2 separate regions of the Mus musculus genome follow, and region 2 is linked to region 1. Evidence: chromatin contacts called from public HiChIP or PLAC-seq data. All regions are on one chromosome and are shown on one strand. Each heading gives the region's core, a stretch centred on a gene start, on an enhancer-like site or on the middle of the called end of the contact. The rest is flanking DNA. Distances are from core to core; before and after follow the strand shown. Region 1 holds the start of Hormad1 (HORMA domain containing 1). Region 2 overlaps Adamtsl4 (ADAMTS-like 4).

Region 1 (7,746 bases), core at 3,748-6,247:
GGCAGCTCATTTCTACACTAAGTAGAATATTCTACTTTTCCATAGCTTTAAATAGGAGAATTATCTCATCTGGATAATTCACAACTGTATTATTTGTCATTTGATTCAGAGCTAATTGCTGTGTAACACTTTCATAGTAGTTACTCAAAAGTACTTCTTGACAGATGTTTCTGCAAGCCAGATGATGGTGGTGCATGCCTTTAATACCCTGGAGACATAGGAAGGCAGATCTCTGAGTTTGAGGCCAGCCTGGTCTGCAGACCAAGTCCCTGGACAGCCAGAGCTACACAGAGAAACCCTGAAATCTTGTCTTGAAAAACCAAAGAAAAAAAAGAAAAAAGGTGTTTCTCAAGAAATATGTATGCTGGAAAGACATAACCCTTAAGCCAGACTTTGTGGCACACAACACCTGTACAGGGTGGAATCAGAAGGATTAAGAATTTAAGGTCAGTCTCAGCTATAACTTTAGGACAGCTTGGCCTGGTGGTACACGCCTTTAATCCCAGCACTCAGGAGGCAGAGGCAGGTGGAATTCTGAGTTCGAGGCCATCCTGGTCTACAAAGTGAGTTCCAGGACAGCCAGGGCTACACAGAGAAAAACCAAAAAAAAAAAAAAAAAAGAAAAGAAAAGAAAAAGAAAAAAAGTTTAGGACTAACCTGGGTTTCACGTGACTCTTGTCTAATAAAAAAAATTCATTACCTATGACCCTATTGTGCAAAACCATTTAGAGATGGAGTGTTACAAATAATATACTCTTTCCTTGCAGAAGACATGCCTAGAAAGCAGAAATGGATCTTATATTATTGACCTTAAATATAAGTATGTCCAACAATATGGAACTAGTGTGTGTGCTGGGCCACACCTGTAATCGCAGGCTTGGAAAGTCAAAGCTGGAGAACTGCTGAACTTGCAGCCAGACTGCGTGACATAAAGAGAGCTTGTCTAAACAAAATGAAAAACAAGCAAAACCAAAACAAAAAGCTAAAAAGAAGCCTTTAATTCCAGCACTTAGAAAATAGAGGCAGATGGATCTCTGTGACCCAGCCTGGTCCACATACAAAGTTCCAGGCCAGCCAGGGATACATAGTCAGACCCTGTATAATATATTTATGTAAAGCTAGAGACATGGTTCAGTGGATAAAAGCACTGGCTGTTCTTCCAGAGTGCCTGGGTTCAATTCCCAGCACCTACATGGGAACTCACAACTGTTTGTAACTCCAGTTTCAGGGGATAGACACAGACATACATGTAGGCAAATCACCAATGCAGGTAAAATAAAATAAATAAATAAATTGATTGATTGATTAAACATATGTAAATGTAAATGTTTTAGGGGAAGCAAAGAGGTAAAATATAGTTTTATTATATTATTTTGTAATTTTGCTGTTTTTTTCTCTTTTTATAGTTGGGGCCTTAACTTTGGTGATCAAGGATACATTCGGATGGCAAGAAATAATAAAAATCACTGCGGAATTGCTAGTTATTGCTCTTACCCAGAAATCTAAACCATTTCTTCTTTTTCTAACAAGTCACAAAGATGGAATATACTCTAACTTAATTTGCCTGCAATATCCAGAGGAACCAAGTGTGTCGTGATCAATGTGTAGTTACTGTACTAACTAGGTTATAGCTATTTTTACACCCTGTTGTCTAGTGTTTTCTAATAACCATTTGTAACATGATAGCCCCAAAGTGCTTAATAAAATCTGTCATTTCAAATATCTATTATTGTCACAAATGATTTTTTTCAAGTCGTCCTTAGATAACATTTATACCCTATCATGAACAAGGCTATGTTAGTGATGAGCAGTAGCTATTGTGATGAAGAAAACATTGTTATAAAGTTGTTATGAAAAATGACAGGCATAGTGAGACATGCTTATAATTCCATTTCTCTGGAGGCAGAGGCAGGCAGATCTCTGAGAGTTCAAAGCCAGCCTGGTCTACAAAGTTAGTTCCAAGAAAGGCAAGGCCGTTACACAGAGAAACCTTGTCCTGAAAAAACAGAAGCAAAGCAAGCAAACAAAAAACAACGCTTAAACCACCAAGCAAAGGAAACACATGTGGGATTCGTGTCTCCAGCTGCATATGTAGCAAAGGATGTGGTTGGTCATCAATGGGAGGAGAGGCCCTTGGTCTTGTGAAGGTTCTATGCCCCAGTATAAGGGAATACCAGGTCCGGGAAGCAGGGGGGGATGGGTGGGGAGCAGGGCGAGGAGGGAGGGGATAGGGGATTTTCAGAGAGGAAACTAGGAAAGGGGATAACATTTGAAATGTAAATAAAGAAAACATCTAATAAAAATTTTCAAAAAAAAAAAAAGATCAGAAAAGGGAGGAGGGGAGAGCATGGGGAGAGGAGGAAGAGAGACTACAGGAGGGAGATCTGTCTCTCTCACAAGGTTCTTATAAAAGCAATGGAATGCTAGACAGTGAATTTGAAAATTCTTGGAGGGGCTGGAGAGATGGCTCAGTGGGGAAGAGCACTGACTGCTCTTCCAAAGATCCTGAGTTCAAATCCCAGCAACCACATGGTTCACAACCATCCATAATGAGATCTGATGCCCTCTTCTGGTGTGCCTAAAAGACAGCTACAGTGTACTTACATGTAATGAATAAATCTTTAAAAAAAAAAAAGAAAAGAAAATTCTTGGAAATTTGGAAATTTATAAACGTGAGAAGACTGCATGAGAAAATGCTAGAGCAAGATCTCTGCCATTTTTGATCCTGAAAACAATATTCTAGTCTTCTAGACTTCATTGTTCTTCTTACTGAATTGTGGGGGACTCTGAAATCGCCAACGCCAGCACCAGGTTCCATGAGGCTTCTCAAACATCATTTTCCCTCTGGAACTGCATTGTCTTCCCTAACATTTATTTATTCATTTGCCTGTGTGGGTACACGTGCTAGGGTGCACATGTCGGGGGCAGGGGACAGTTTGCAGAATTGATTCTTTTCTGTCACCTTGAGGATTCCAGGAATAGAACTCAGTCTATCCTGCTTGGCAGAAACTGCCTTTACCCACTGAGCCACTTCAACAGCCTAGGAACTGTGTTTTCTTCCTTCCTTTCTTTTTTTTCTTAGATATTTTCTTCATTTACATTTCAAATACTATCCTGAAAGTCCCCTATACCCCCCCACACACACACCCTGCTCCCCAACCCACCCACTCCTGCTGCCTGACCCTAGCATTTCGCTGTACTGGGGCATATGATCTTTGCAAGACCAGACCAGGGCCTCTCCTCCCATTGATGACCAACTAGGCCATCCTCTGCTACATATGCAACTAGATACATAGTTCTGGGGAGTACTGGTTAGTTCATATTGTTAATCCTCCTACAGGGTTGCAGACCCCTTTAGGTCCTTGGGTACTTTCTCTAGCTTCTTCACTAGGGTCCCTGTGTTCCATCCGATAGATGACTGTGAGCATCCACTTCTGTATTTGCCAGACACTGGCATATCCTCACAAGGGATAGCTATATCAGGGTCCTGTCAGCAAAGTCTTGCTGGCATAGACCGCTTGCAATACCGTCTGGGTTTGGTGGTTGTATATGGGATGGGTCCCCGGGTGGGGCAGTCTCTGGATGGTGGTGTTTTCAAAACACTTGTATGAAGCAGAGCTGAGCCGGACGTGGTGGCTCACACATTTAATCCCAGCACTCGGGAGGCAGAGGCAGGTAGATTTCTGAGTTTGAGGCCAGCCTGGTCTACAAAGTGAGCTCCAGGACAACCAGGGCTATATAGAGAAACCCTGTCTCAAAAAAACAAAAACCAAACCAAACAAACAAACAAACAAGAATATGAAGCAGGGCTGGTGGTCCTTTGGACAGCCTGATGAAGGATCAGCAGTTTGACAACATCTTGGCTTAGCTACCGCCCACAATCTTGAAGGCCAGTACTGAAAATCACCATTTCAAAAATAAAACTTACTTTTGTTTTTAAATGAGACAAATTGCTCTCAAAGCTATCCACTGTCCCCAGGTGTGTGTGTGTGTGTGTGTGTGTGTGTGTGTGTGTGTGTGTGTGTATAATATATATACATGTGATATATATTGCATATATATTATACACACACACACACATCTGTAAGTTTAGTCTGGAGGATGGGAGCAAGAAGTTGGCAGGATGGCCATTCAAGACCAACCTTGGCTATATAGAATAATTCTCAAAAATAAAAATATTAGGGCGGGTGAGAAGGCTCAGCAGGTAAAAGTAATTGCTATCAAACCTGGCAGCTCCGTTAGATCCTGAGACAACCCCCCACCCCATGGTAGAAGAGAGAACCAACTTCAAGTCATTCTTTGACCCCCACTTATGCTGTGGTATGAGCATGTCCAAGTACTGTCCTCTAACCTCCAAATGAATGTAATAAGGCACACACACGCATACTAAAAATTAAAAACTATTTGTTCTTTTGGTTTGAGTTTGTTTTGTTTTGTTTTGTTTTTTTCCCAGAGTCAGGGTTTCTCTGTGTAGCCCTAGCTGTACTGGAACTCACTTTGCAGACCAGACTGGTCTTGACCACAGAAATCTGCCTGCCTCTGCTTCCCGGGTGCTGGGATTAAAGGCATGCACCGCCGCAGTTCAGCTTTGAAATCAATTAAACAGAAATAAAAACCTAAGTAAGCAGACTGGTAGACGACTGATTTCCTCAGAGGCATCGTTAACTGGATGTGGGGACTGTACAGCAACCGGAAAATCTAACAATCATCTAAAAGTGACAAAATCTAAAGCAGAAAACAGCAACACCGGGTGTGGGGACACCGGGGGTCTCTGGGGAGCCAGCTGTGTCGGGCAGGCTTTGTACCTTCAGCGACCTGACCCCGGTCAGGCCTTGGCCTGCTGGGGACGGCGCTGGAGCCTTGCTGCGAGCCTGGCTCCCGGCAGGCCTTGCGCAGCTTTTGGCGGGAATAGTGGTCTGGCCTGAGGTCAAAGGGTGCGCCACGTGCCAGTGACAGTTAAGGCGCATGCGCACTGCGCACGTGCTGACCGGAGCGCCGCACTTCAAGACTCTTGCCTGTCGCTGCCGGACGCTTCCCTCAGGCGGTGCGTAAAGTATGTTTATTTTCGGCTTGGTTCTCTTCATTTTTTATCATCCCTTAGTCACTTTTCTGTGGCCCTTCGCCCTCTCAGGTTCCTTACGGTCCAAACAGCAGACATTTGAGAGACTTTGTGTGCTTGTGTCCGAAGCGGGTCCTGAGGGGGCGACGAGGGCAGCTGGCAGTCGCCATGGGACTAACGGTTTCCAGCCGTGTCAGGTCTCTTATTTTGTGCGGACTTCTACGTGAATTCTCATGTTAACAGACGAAATAGAGACCAGGGTGCAAGGAAATTTAAGTCGGTTTACCAAGATAGTTGGGAACTCAGAGTCAGTCATTAAAAGAATCAGAAGGTGGGTGGAGTGTCGGCCACTGTGCTCTACATAGCGTAAGTCACAGGCCAGCCAGAGCTACATAGTGAGACCTTGTCTCAAAATATAAATTAAGATTTGAGAATAAATGGTGCATGATGGCACTGGGGGGTCGGGGGGAGGCCGAGGGATCAGAAGTTCAAGATGAGGCCGGGTGTAGTGGCTCACTCCTTTAGTCCCAGTACCAGCTAGGCAGGGACAGAGGCGGGTGGGTCTCGGAGGCCAGCCTAATCTACAGAGAGAGTTCCAGGACAGCAGAGCTACGTAGAGAGACCTGCCTTGAAAGAAAGAAAAACAAAGTCGAAATTCATTCTTGGCTACATGAGAAAAGAAATTTAAAAAAAAAAATAGTATTGTCTGCTGACCTTAAAAATGTTTTCGATACATATCAGGGAGGGGAATATATGTGAACATGCCATGGCATGTGTAGAAGTCAGAGGACAGCTTATGGGAATCAATTTGCTCCTTCTGCCTGCCATGTTGTTTCTACCAGCTAAGATCATCAGCCCAGAGGCAAGCTCCTTTACCAGCTCAACCATCTTGTGCCCTCCTGGCTTTCCCATTTATAGTTTCAGAGCAACAATGCATACTGAGCCTGATAAAGGAGTCATCTGATTTGACTTTTTTGATATAATTATTTTTAAATTATCAGGCACCATCCCCACCCCCAAAATACAAAAAAACAGAAAAGCAAAAAAGGTCTCAGACAGTCTTGCCTGGACTACAACTTTCTAACCAGCTAAGGATAAACTTGAAATACTGATCCTCTTGCCTGAGCATCTTAAATGTTAGGATTATAGGCATGTACCACACCCTGGAGCAATACATTGACCTCTTTTTTTTTTTTTTTTTTTTTTTTTTTTTGAGACAGGCTTTCTCTGTGTAGCCCCGCTGTCCTAGAACTCCCTCTGTAGACCAGGCTGGCTTCGAACTCATAGAGATCTACCTGCCTCTGCCTTCCTAGTGCCGGGATTAAAGGCATGTTCCACCACTGTCTGGCTACATTGACTTTTAAAGATTGAATTTTAAGTAAAATTCTGAAATTTATTAAGATAAAAATCCCATATGTAATAAGATAAAATTTTAGAGATAAAAATTAAATCTGAAATTAAAATTTATATTTGTGTTACATGTTTGAAGAAAATATTTCTTGGAAGATGGCCACTATGCAGTTGCAGAGGACAGCTTCCCTGGTATGATTTCTTATGACTTAATATGTATTAATTTAACTGAGTTTCTTATTTCTTGAAGTTGTAAATATTTTATTGTTTATAAGAGTCAAGTATTTTGATGCTTTAATTGTATTAGGACATTCTTTAAGGAAATAAGTAATGTAGAATTCTTTTGAGCGTTTAGTATAGTACCATAAGTTGTTCATTCAGTGGCATCTCCTTCGTTGGAGCTCTCACCAGCCAAATGTGACAGTTGTAAAGTGCAAGTAAGGTTGAGTCCTGCTTGTTTTCACTCAGCAATCCAAGTATGAACCCAGTGATTGTGTTTTGTTCTAGGGGGTTCTTTTCCTAATAATGGTTTTTAGCTGCTGTTCGTGAAGAGAGTGAATACTTAGAATTGTGCCACTAAGGAGAGGAAATTCTATCTAAGAGACTGTTCTTCTCTTTATTATTGTTGTTGTTATTATTTATTATTATTTTAGATAGCATCTCACTCTGAAGCCCTGGTTGGACTGGAACTTTGTATGTAGACCAGGCTCTCCTCGCAGAGATCCACCTGCCTCTGCCTTCTGAGCATTGGAATTACAAGCATTTGCTGCCACCCATGGCTCAAAGTGCTGCTTTTTTTTTTTTTTCTATTTATTTTGTACTGGTGGTTTGCTTGCATGTATGTCTGTGTACTATGTGGGAACTGTGCTGTCAGATCCCCTGGAACGAAAGTAAAATTCTGTTAGCCACTGTATGGGTGCCAGGAATGAAACCTGATTCCTCAAGGAGCAGGCAATGCTCTTGACTGCTAACTAGCCCTCAAGTGCATTTCTTTCTCTTGGCTTTCTGAATGTTTGTTTTTTGAGACAGGGTTTCTCCGAGTAGTCCTGACTGTCCTGGTACTTGCTCTGTAGACTTGGCTGGCCTCAAACTCACTGAGATCCAACTGCCTCTGTCTCCTAAGTGCTAGGAATAAAGGCTCGCACCACCATGCCCTAAAATCTCAAGGATGCTTATGACTGTTAAACACATTTTGCTTTACTCTTGGGCCATTAACCCTGAACACACCCCGGCACCTTATAATTTGCAGTAACTTTTTGGGGATGATGATTTTGGAGAATTATTTAGGAAAGTACTGTGCTTATGCAAAACTAGACTCTGCTTTTAAGCTCATGGAA
Region 2 (7,746 bases), core at 1,826-4,325, 120 kb after region 1:
CAGCACTGCTGCAGCAGTGGCACATGCATGTGCCTTACACACACACACACACACACACACACACACACACACTGGGGGTGGTTCCTTCACAGCTGAACCAACAGGGCTTGCTTCTCACACAGGAAATGCACGAGCGGGTCTGTTTTCCTTTTGTTATGTGTGTAGGGGGACGGGGAGTAAAGGGGAAGGTTTTATTCTGTGGTCCAGGTTGGCTTGGAACTCTTGATAATCCTTCCTCTGCTTCTGATGTGAGAGCAGAGATGGGTAGTGCCCCCAGCTCCCTGGGTTGAAGCAGGCACAGCTGATGCTCCCTGCCAGCCCTACCCAGGTTCCAGCCTCAGACCTGAAGCATCCTCCATTGGAATTTCCCCAACGCCCCATCTCCCAGGTAAAGGAGCCCAACCCCAGGTTGGTGACAGGTGCTAGGTATGCTGAGATTAACCCAGACTGTTTCTCTCTCTTGTTGTCAGGCTTAGGTACTTTCCTGAGACTTCTACTTCCTGTACAAAGAAGGTGCTTTTCTCGCCTCCCCACCTGCCTGCACCATGCAAACCCTTCTCCCAAGACACCCCCACTCAGCCCTGGGATGGTGGTTTTGAGGGGTGCTGGTGTGAAGAGGAATCCCCCCACCTCCACTTAGTTCTCTTCAGACCACAGACCCCTCTAACAAGGTGCTGCTCCCTGGCTGCAAGAGAAGGGCCCCTGGCTTGGTTCACTGGTGAGAGAGGAGAAAGCAGTCTGTCAACTTTAGCTTTGGTGTGGTGACACATGCCCAGCACTTTGGAGCCATGGGCAAGGAAGATCACAAGCTCCGGCTTGACAGACACACTCAAGCCCTGGACAGCAGCCTAGTATTTTGGGCTCAACCTCAGACCTGCTGAGCAGAAAGTGAAGTCTTGATGAGTGGCCCGGGAGGGAGTGTTGAAACTCCATCAGGTCCACCTTTGCAGCTGCGCTCCTGCTGACCAGGTGGCTAAGGGGGATGCGGAAGTCTAGTCGCTAAATTTAGTAGAAAGGCTGCAGCTTAAACTGAGAGGGTATTTACCCTAGGAAGTTTAAGTAAGGGGGAGGGGACCCCTAACCACTGGGAGCTTTTAAAAAATAATGCAGGGCCTCGGGTTTCATGCATGCCAAGTAAACTCTGTCGCCCAGCCGCACTTCAACACCGCTGAACTTACAGACCATACAGTTCGTCTGTACACTAGAACCACCTCTCTGGGCAGCAGACACTCAGAAGTGGGGACTCCTTGGCCATGCAGTGGCCTCTGCATGCTTGCTCTCTGCGTGCATGTCATTTGCTCCCATCACTCCCCCCACCCCCATCTCAAGTCTCAAAGGTCCAGTTCCTCTAAGTTCTTCCCTAAATTCCCCCTAGTGCAGCAAGCCAGGGGCTGCACCGCATCCATCTGCCCTTTGGGTTTTAACTTCCTTACTCAGACCCTCCAAAGAGTTTCAGAGGTCAACAAAGCAGCGTCTGGCCACACCGCTCCTTCTAGGGGTCCAGAGAAAGGGGTGCTTCAAGGCAGGCCCGCCTTCCTTCCCAGAACCGTCTGCTCTGACCCCACACTGCTTGCAGATGAACTGAGGACTGCAGGGACTTCTCTTTACAGTGAGGAGTAGAGGGCAGACACCGCCGCTCCCGCCCCCTCCCCCCCCACCCCCCAGGCTAGAGGCGAGAAGCTCTGGGGATCAGAAAAAGAAAGGAGGTGTTGGGGGGAACCCTTGAGGGCTATGGCTGCATTCTCCACCTGTGATTGGCTCTCAAGCCCAGACCAAAATCTAAACCTGCCCAGCAACAACCCTAAGAGGCCTCAAAAGGGAGGGGAAGTCAGCTGAGCTGTGGCCTCCACCCCAGCCCTGTTTCCAGGAACTGATGGGCGGGCTGGGAGGGCAGCCACCCCTCCCTTGCTCGGGGACTCTGTGTTCACTGCCTGCATCTGGAAGCTGACTCCTGGGCCCCATTTCTCTGGTCCCTACATCTTTGCCTGTCCTTCCAGGGTCACCTAAGAAGGAAGCACACCTGACCCTCTTCAGAGGCAGGGCATTCTTGTAGCCTCCTTGTGGAACCCCTGTCCTGGGCCAAAGTCAGGTTTTTTTCATGGTGTATTTGGGGAAAGGGTCTCACAAGTATAGCCCAGGCTAGCCTTGTGATCTTCCTGCCTCAGCCTCCCACGTGCTGGGATCACCCATGGCTTTATTTTTTAATTAAAAAAAAAAAAAAGAAATAAAAAGGAACAGATATGACTGCTCCTAGGTATGACGAAGGAGAAAGTTTACAGTAGATCAGAAGAACAAAGCCAGAGGCAGCCACATCTGGGAGAGTTCAGAGTGATCCTGACCTTGTGAGGAGAGGGGGGAGGGGAAGGGAGCAGAAACCAGGTCCAGCTACCAGTAGGCCAAAGGTACAAAAGGGGCAGGTAGCCAGGACGGTTGCTTATAAAGGGAGGGGCAGTCCAGTCCCGTGGGCTGGGAGACAGGGTGTGCCAGTCATACCCTTGTAACAGCGACTGAGGGATGCTGGGAGAACCTGTTGACTGTCAGGTCCACTTTGATATATTAAGCAGGCGCCTCAGCCGTTTGTCCGGGGTTAATTTTCCTTCCCCTCCTTTGTCACCCACTCAGTCCCCTTACACTGTGCTTGCTGTCATCTTCCTGCTCAGCCACATCCAGCGGGAGGACAGCCTAAGTCCCAAGGCAGGGAGCTTTGTACCCTTCTAATGTAGCAAAGGGTTTGCTACAGTGGAACAACTTTATTCTTAGGGGAACTTGGTATCCAAGGAGTGTAGCTGTGTTCAGAAAATAGTAGTAAAACTGTCTGCAGGCTTTTACTAATGGCCATACTCAGCCTGTCTGAAGAGGCACAGACAGAACAAGGCTGCCTCCAGCGGGGCATCGGCAGCAAGAAAGTCAGGCCTCAGAACCAACTGTAGGGGCCAGGGAAGAGGACCCTGGAGAAGGCTGTCCACTCCACCTTTAACAAGTTATTTACTTTGAAAGAAACACACAGGGAGAGGGAAGTGGTGGGGGAGGGAGGAGGCCTGGTGAGACATCTCTGTGGAATGTGTCTCTGGCAGGACATCTGGTCCTGCCTTGGCCCCTCCTCCCTCCTCCTGCAGTCACAGAGTCATGCGGGCCAAGCTCCTATGATTTTGCTGAGCAAAGAGAGGGGGCAAAGTTACCACCCCATGCACCCATGGAAAGCAGTAAGCAGGCATCTAGCAGGGAAGTGGGTAAAAGAGGAGGAGACAGGGCCAGAGCGAGAGAACCTGAAAAGCAACATGCATGCCCCACGCTCGTGCGCACACAAGCCAGCTTAGCCCTGCATTGAAAAGTTCTGCTGGATTCCTAGAGACAACAGGAAGAGCCTACCCAAAAGCCCACCACAGGCTCTCTGCTGGGATCCAAGCACCCATTACTGCTCCTAAACTGGGAAAAGTAGCGGCCTCTAGTGGCCAGTAAGCCATCTGCAGATCTGTAGTGGGACAGAATCTTAGGCCCTTGATCCAGACTGCCCCAGGTTTGAAGCTCACTCCACAGCCCATGAGGACCACATCTTCCTCCCATCCCTAAATGCCGCTCCTCTTCCCACACCACATCTGGCCTCACATTGCTCGGATGGTGGGGTCCCCATGAACATAACGAAGAGCATGTTTATGTCAAAACCAACTTTAATAAAAAATAAATTACTTCTGGGGTGGGCATCATTTTCAGTGTGAAGTGGCGACTGGGGCTAGGATGTCTTATGCTGACGTTTCTCTTTTTCACCCTCGACACAAGTGGTCCCTGCCCTGGAGAGGTGTGGTCCTTCCCCAGTAAGGTAGGGTAGCAGTGGCTGATCCCTGCCCCTGCTAATGAGGGAGGTAGGAATACAGAGACTAGATAAGGCAGGGATGGGAACAACAGGGTAATTTAGAAGATGTGGAGACGAGGATTGGGGCACAGACCTGGAACTTCTGGGGGACACACACTATGTAGCTCAGATTAGTGTGGAAATATAACCTTGCTCTCTCCCCCTTTCTCCCCAGCCCAGAAAAGCATGAGGGATACAGGCACCGCCCACTTCCTATTCTTTCTCAAGCTGCTTTTGTGGAAGTGATAAACATACACAGGACAGACCCCCAGGCAGGTCAGGTACACTTCTTGAGCTATCACACTGTAGGTCTCTCACCCTGGAGGATCCCTCTGGCAAGGCTGAGACCAGGTGAAAAGCCAGAGGGTACAGAGCGGGCTAGTCAGTGGGTGGCACAAGAAAACCACGAAGGCAGGGTCTCTGGGACCCGTTTCAAGCCGGTTCCAGCTGGGACTGCTCCAGGACATGGGCACAAGAGCGGCAGCAGGTAGTTGTGTAGTAGGGGTAGACGCAGAGCCGGGCCTGTACCACCAGGGGGCAGTGTGGAGAGCTGTCCTTGCATTGGTCATCTGAGGACAGAGGTCAATGGCACAAGACTGGACTGACATCATCCCCTCTGGGAGCGTGGTACCCAATCCCACCAGCTCTTCTCATATCTGCCCATAGTCCAACTCCATCCCCTCTACTGGGGTGGGTGGGACGCTCTTTACCTGGTCGCTGGTTGCAGGGTTGGCTGTTGCAGGGCCGCTTCCTGGAAGGTCTCAGGTGAGGAGGGCATCGGGAGCTGAGAGTCTGGTTGCCACTCAGGCACTGGACTTCCCTCGTCTGCATGCCTCCCTGGCAGGATCGAGAACACTGGGGAGACCACAGCCATCTGATCAGATGTCTAACGTTCTCAGGGCTGCTCCCCAGGCCACCCACTTCCTCTCTGAGAGACTGTGGTAGAACATTCTCCAGGAACATTATAAGACCCCAAATGGAGAGGGTCCCCCAGTCCTGCAAGTCTTTGGGAAGTGGGACAACACAAAAGGTCGACTGGGTTGTCCTGGGCCGAGAGAGGCTTGGCTGAGTGCAGGCCTCTTTGTTAGAGGCCCAAGGAGAGCAAGGCACGGGTGCCAGGCACTCACCGGACTCCAGAGAGTGGAGAACCATTTGTCCTCACAGGCCTGCCCCTGACAGGGCTGCAGGGCAGGCGGCCTGGGTAGGTGGGAACAGTTGCTGGGAGAAGTCACATTGAACTCGGCCCCCAGCTTGGACACACAGATAATGTCTCTGTGTTGTGTGCCAGACCCACACTCCGAGGAACACTGTAAGGGAGGGGAAGAGAGATCACTCTTAAGTTTAAAATGTGGGGCTTCGCCAGGACTGGTTTCCCTTCGGTCCCGCATCTCAGGGCCCCCAGCTGACCTCACTCCAGGGGCCTGTGAACCAGCGCCATGTCCTCTCACAGGGCCCTAAACTGCAGGCACGCATATCGGGAGGGCGGCTTCTGAGAGGGCAGCCCTGCTCAGTGCTTCCTGCTTCCGGGTCTCCCTGAAGGGTCTCCCCACTCCTAAGGCAGACCACAGCGCGTCTCTGGATTCCTGTCCCGCACTCGGCTGAGCACTGTTGGGAGGGAGAGTGACCTATGTGTTGGGAGGTGAGGAAGCCCTGGGGATACCAGCCTGGGAGAGGAGATAGACAGCTGGGTTCTAGTCTGTTCTTGAACTTGGTGTAAAGCTGAGATACTTAAATTTCTGACCCTCTTGCTTCTACCTCTTGGGTGCTGGGGTTAAGAGTGTGTGTCATACACCTGGTTTATGTGACACTGGGGAGCAAAAGTCGGGCCTCATGCATGCCAGCTTTGCAAACACCGCCAACTGAGCTACACCATATCTTACCTATTTATTTATTTATTTGTGTGAAACCTATTGTTTCTGTATGTACAATTCTTTTAAAGACAGGGTCTCTCTATGTAGCTCTAGTCATCCTGGAGCTGGCTGTGTGGACCAGTCTGGCCTCAGACTCAGAGAGATTCTCCTGTTTCTGCCTCCGTAGTAGTGAAATTAAAGGTGTGTGCTTGCGAGTCCAGCTTGTGTGTGAGTGCAGGGGCCCAAGGGCTGGTTCTCTTTTTCCACCATGGGATCCAGAGCCTCACTCAGATTGCCGGGCCTACCACACAAGGAGTTTCACCTACTGAGCCATCTGGCCAGTCCCCTGCTGCGTTTTACTTTGCTGTTTTGTGTGTATGTGTCTGTGTATACCACATATGCTCACAGAGGCCAGAAGAGGATACCAGATCTCCTGGAACTGGAGTTAGCAGTGATTGTAAGCCACTTGATGTGGGTACTGAGAACTGAATGCAGGTCCTCTAGGAAAACAGAAATGCCCATAACTACTGAGCTATCTCTCCAGCACATTTTTTCTTTATTCTTTTTTGTCTGGTTGGTTGGTTGGTTGGTTGGTTGGATTTTTGTTGCCCATGGTTTTTTGAGGCAGGGTAGCCCTGGCTAGCCTAGAATTCAAACTCACAGAGAGTTCTCCTGCCTTATCTGGGATGAAAAGTACTGCCGTATCCAGCTTGCATCTGTTTGTTTGTTTGTTTGTTTGTTTGTTTGTTTTAAAAAGACAGATTGAGCCGGGCGGTGGTGGCACATGCCTTTAATCCCAGCACTTGGAAGGCAGAGGCAGGCGGATTTCTGAGTTCGAGGCCGGCCTGGTCTACAAAGTGACTTCCAGGACAGCCAGGGCTATAGAGAGAAACCCTGTCTCGAAAAACAAACAAACAAACAAACAAACAAACAAAAAGACAGATTGAGGGGGGGAAGGGGTGGTAGCACACACCTTTAGTCCCAGCACTTGCTAGCCAGAGGGAGGTATATCTCTGTGAGTTTGAGGCTAGCCTGGTCTACAGAGCTAGTCTAGGACAGCCAGGTTACACAAAGAAATCCTGTCTCGAAAAAAACAAAACAGAACAAAAAAGTTCTATTGCTGCCATATGACCTGGAACTCACTATGTAGCCCAGGCTGGCCCAGCCTCCCAAGTACTAAAATGATGGGTGTGAATGTAAGTTTTTCCCACTTAACTCTGAATTCCTAGGCTAAGTCAAAAACAAAGTTTATCAAGGCTGTGTTGAACAGGGTGTGACAACATGGCCTGGGGTACAGTCACCAGGGAAGGCAGATTTGCCAGAAGTATAGGACCCACCTTGGAACTCCAGTCACTGTAGAACCAGGCTGTGGTGCAGGGGCCCATGTCACAGGCCTCTCTGCTGGGGGGCGGCGGGGGCCCTGAAGCACACTCCTGCTTGTCCACCTCATCACCATTACTGCCAACACACCGAACTTGCCGGCTCCTCTGACCACGACCACAGCGCACAGAGCACTGAAGGATGAGAGACCCGAGGCTGGGCGTCAGCCATCTTCCAGCCTTGCTTCTACAGAACTAGGGTTTCACAGACTGGGGGAGCTGAGCAAGGGCCTCCAGGCTGCCAATCCTGTTGTGTCTGTCTGATACTAGGTTCCATAGAGGTCTTGTTTGGAAAGTTTCTGATGACAAAGAAGAAAAGGTGGAAATTCTTTGGAGCCTACTTCTCAAGGGTCCTCCTCACCTGGCTCCAGGGGGAGCTAATCTCCCAGTGGCCACAGAGGTGCAGCTGACAAGGCTGGGTGATGTTGGGCCGGGGGAGATGTCCACAGCGCTCTGGAGGTACCGAGGAGCCACCACCTCCGAATTCCTGTCTGCAGAGTAGCTGGCGGTGCTGGGTGCCAGGGCCACAGGATCGGCTGCAGGATGTCCACTCGCCAGCCTCCCAGCTGTGGGTGAGGGAGAGGGAACGATGGGTGGAAATGTGGGGGGGGGGGTGACAGACTGGGACCCGAATAGGAGAGGAGTCATTTCACACTTGGCATCTGCA

Evidence for each region. HiChIP or PLAC-seq counts read pairs in DNA pulled down with a chosen protein or histone mark.
Region 2: a contact with region 1 is called in an H3K27ac HiChIP or PLAC-seq map of embryonic stem cells, with 14 read pairs. The contact joins the enhancer-like site here to the promoter of Hormad1 in region 1. A contact is called at or near these places in 3 of 39 promoter capture datasets (3T3-L1-derived adipocytes, cranial neural crest and macrophages), 3 of 115 datasets of contacts at active chromatin or transcription factors (bone marrow-derived macrophages and embryonic stem cells) and 2 of 9 other capture datasets (adipose tissue and liver).

What each region holds. Positions count from the first base shown.
Region 1 is chr3:95,554,680-95,562,425 of GRCm38.p6, forward strand. Hormad1 (HORMA domain containing 1) reads left to right here and starts at 4,998. Exons shown (of 15, transcript NM_001289532.1): 1 at 4,998-5,053; 2 at 6,549-6,601. The coding sequence starts at 6,566. Ctss (cathepsin S) reads left to right here. Exons shown (of 8, transcript NM_021281.3): 8 at 1,407-1,726. The coding sequence ends at 1,506.
Region 2 is chr3:95,672,551-95,680,296 of GRCm38.p6, forward strand. Adamtsl4 (ADAMTS-like 4) reads right to left here. Exons shown (of 18, transcript NM_144899.3): 13 at 7,441-7,645; 14 at 7,038-7,214; 15 at 5,258-5,455; 16 at 4,978-5,157; 17 at 4,561-4,705; 18 at 3,651-4,419. The coding sequence ends at 4,283. It overlaps Gm52627 (a long non-coding RNA gene), which reads left to right. Exons shown (of 2, transcript XR_003954671.1): 1 at 1-388; 2 at 471-3,692. Among named protein-coding and RNA genes, the nearest start is that of Gm52627, 4.3 kb to the left of the region's middle. Within about 2 kb of position 3,076, at least 274 of the 459 cell types and tissues checked have an H3K27ac peak or open chromatin away from gene starts, as enhancers often do. A contact at or near this core is called in 3T3-L1-derived adipocytes, adipose tissue, bone marrow-derived macrophages and 2 more, where this site is marked.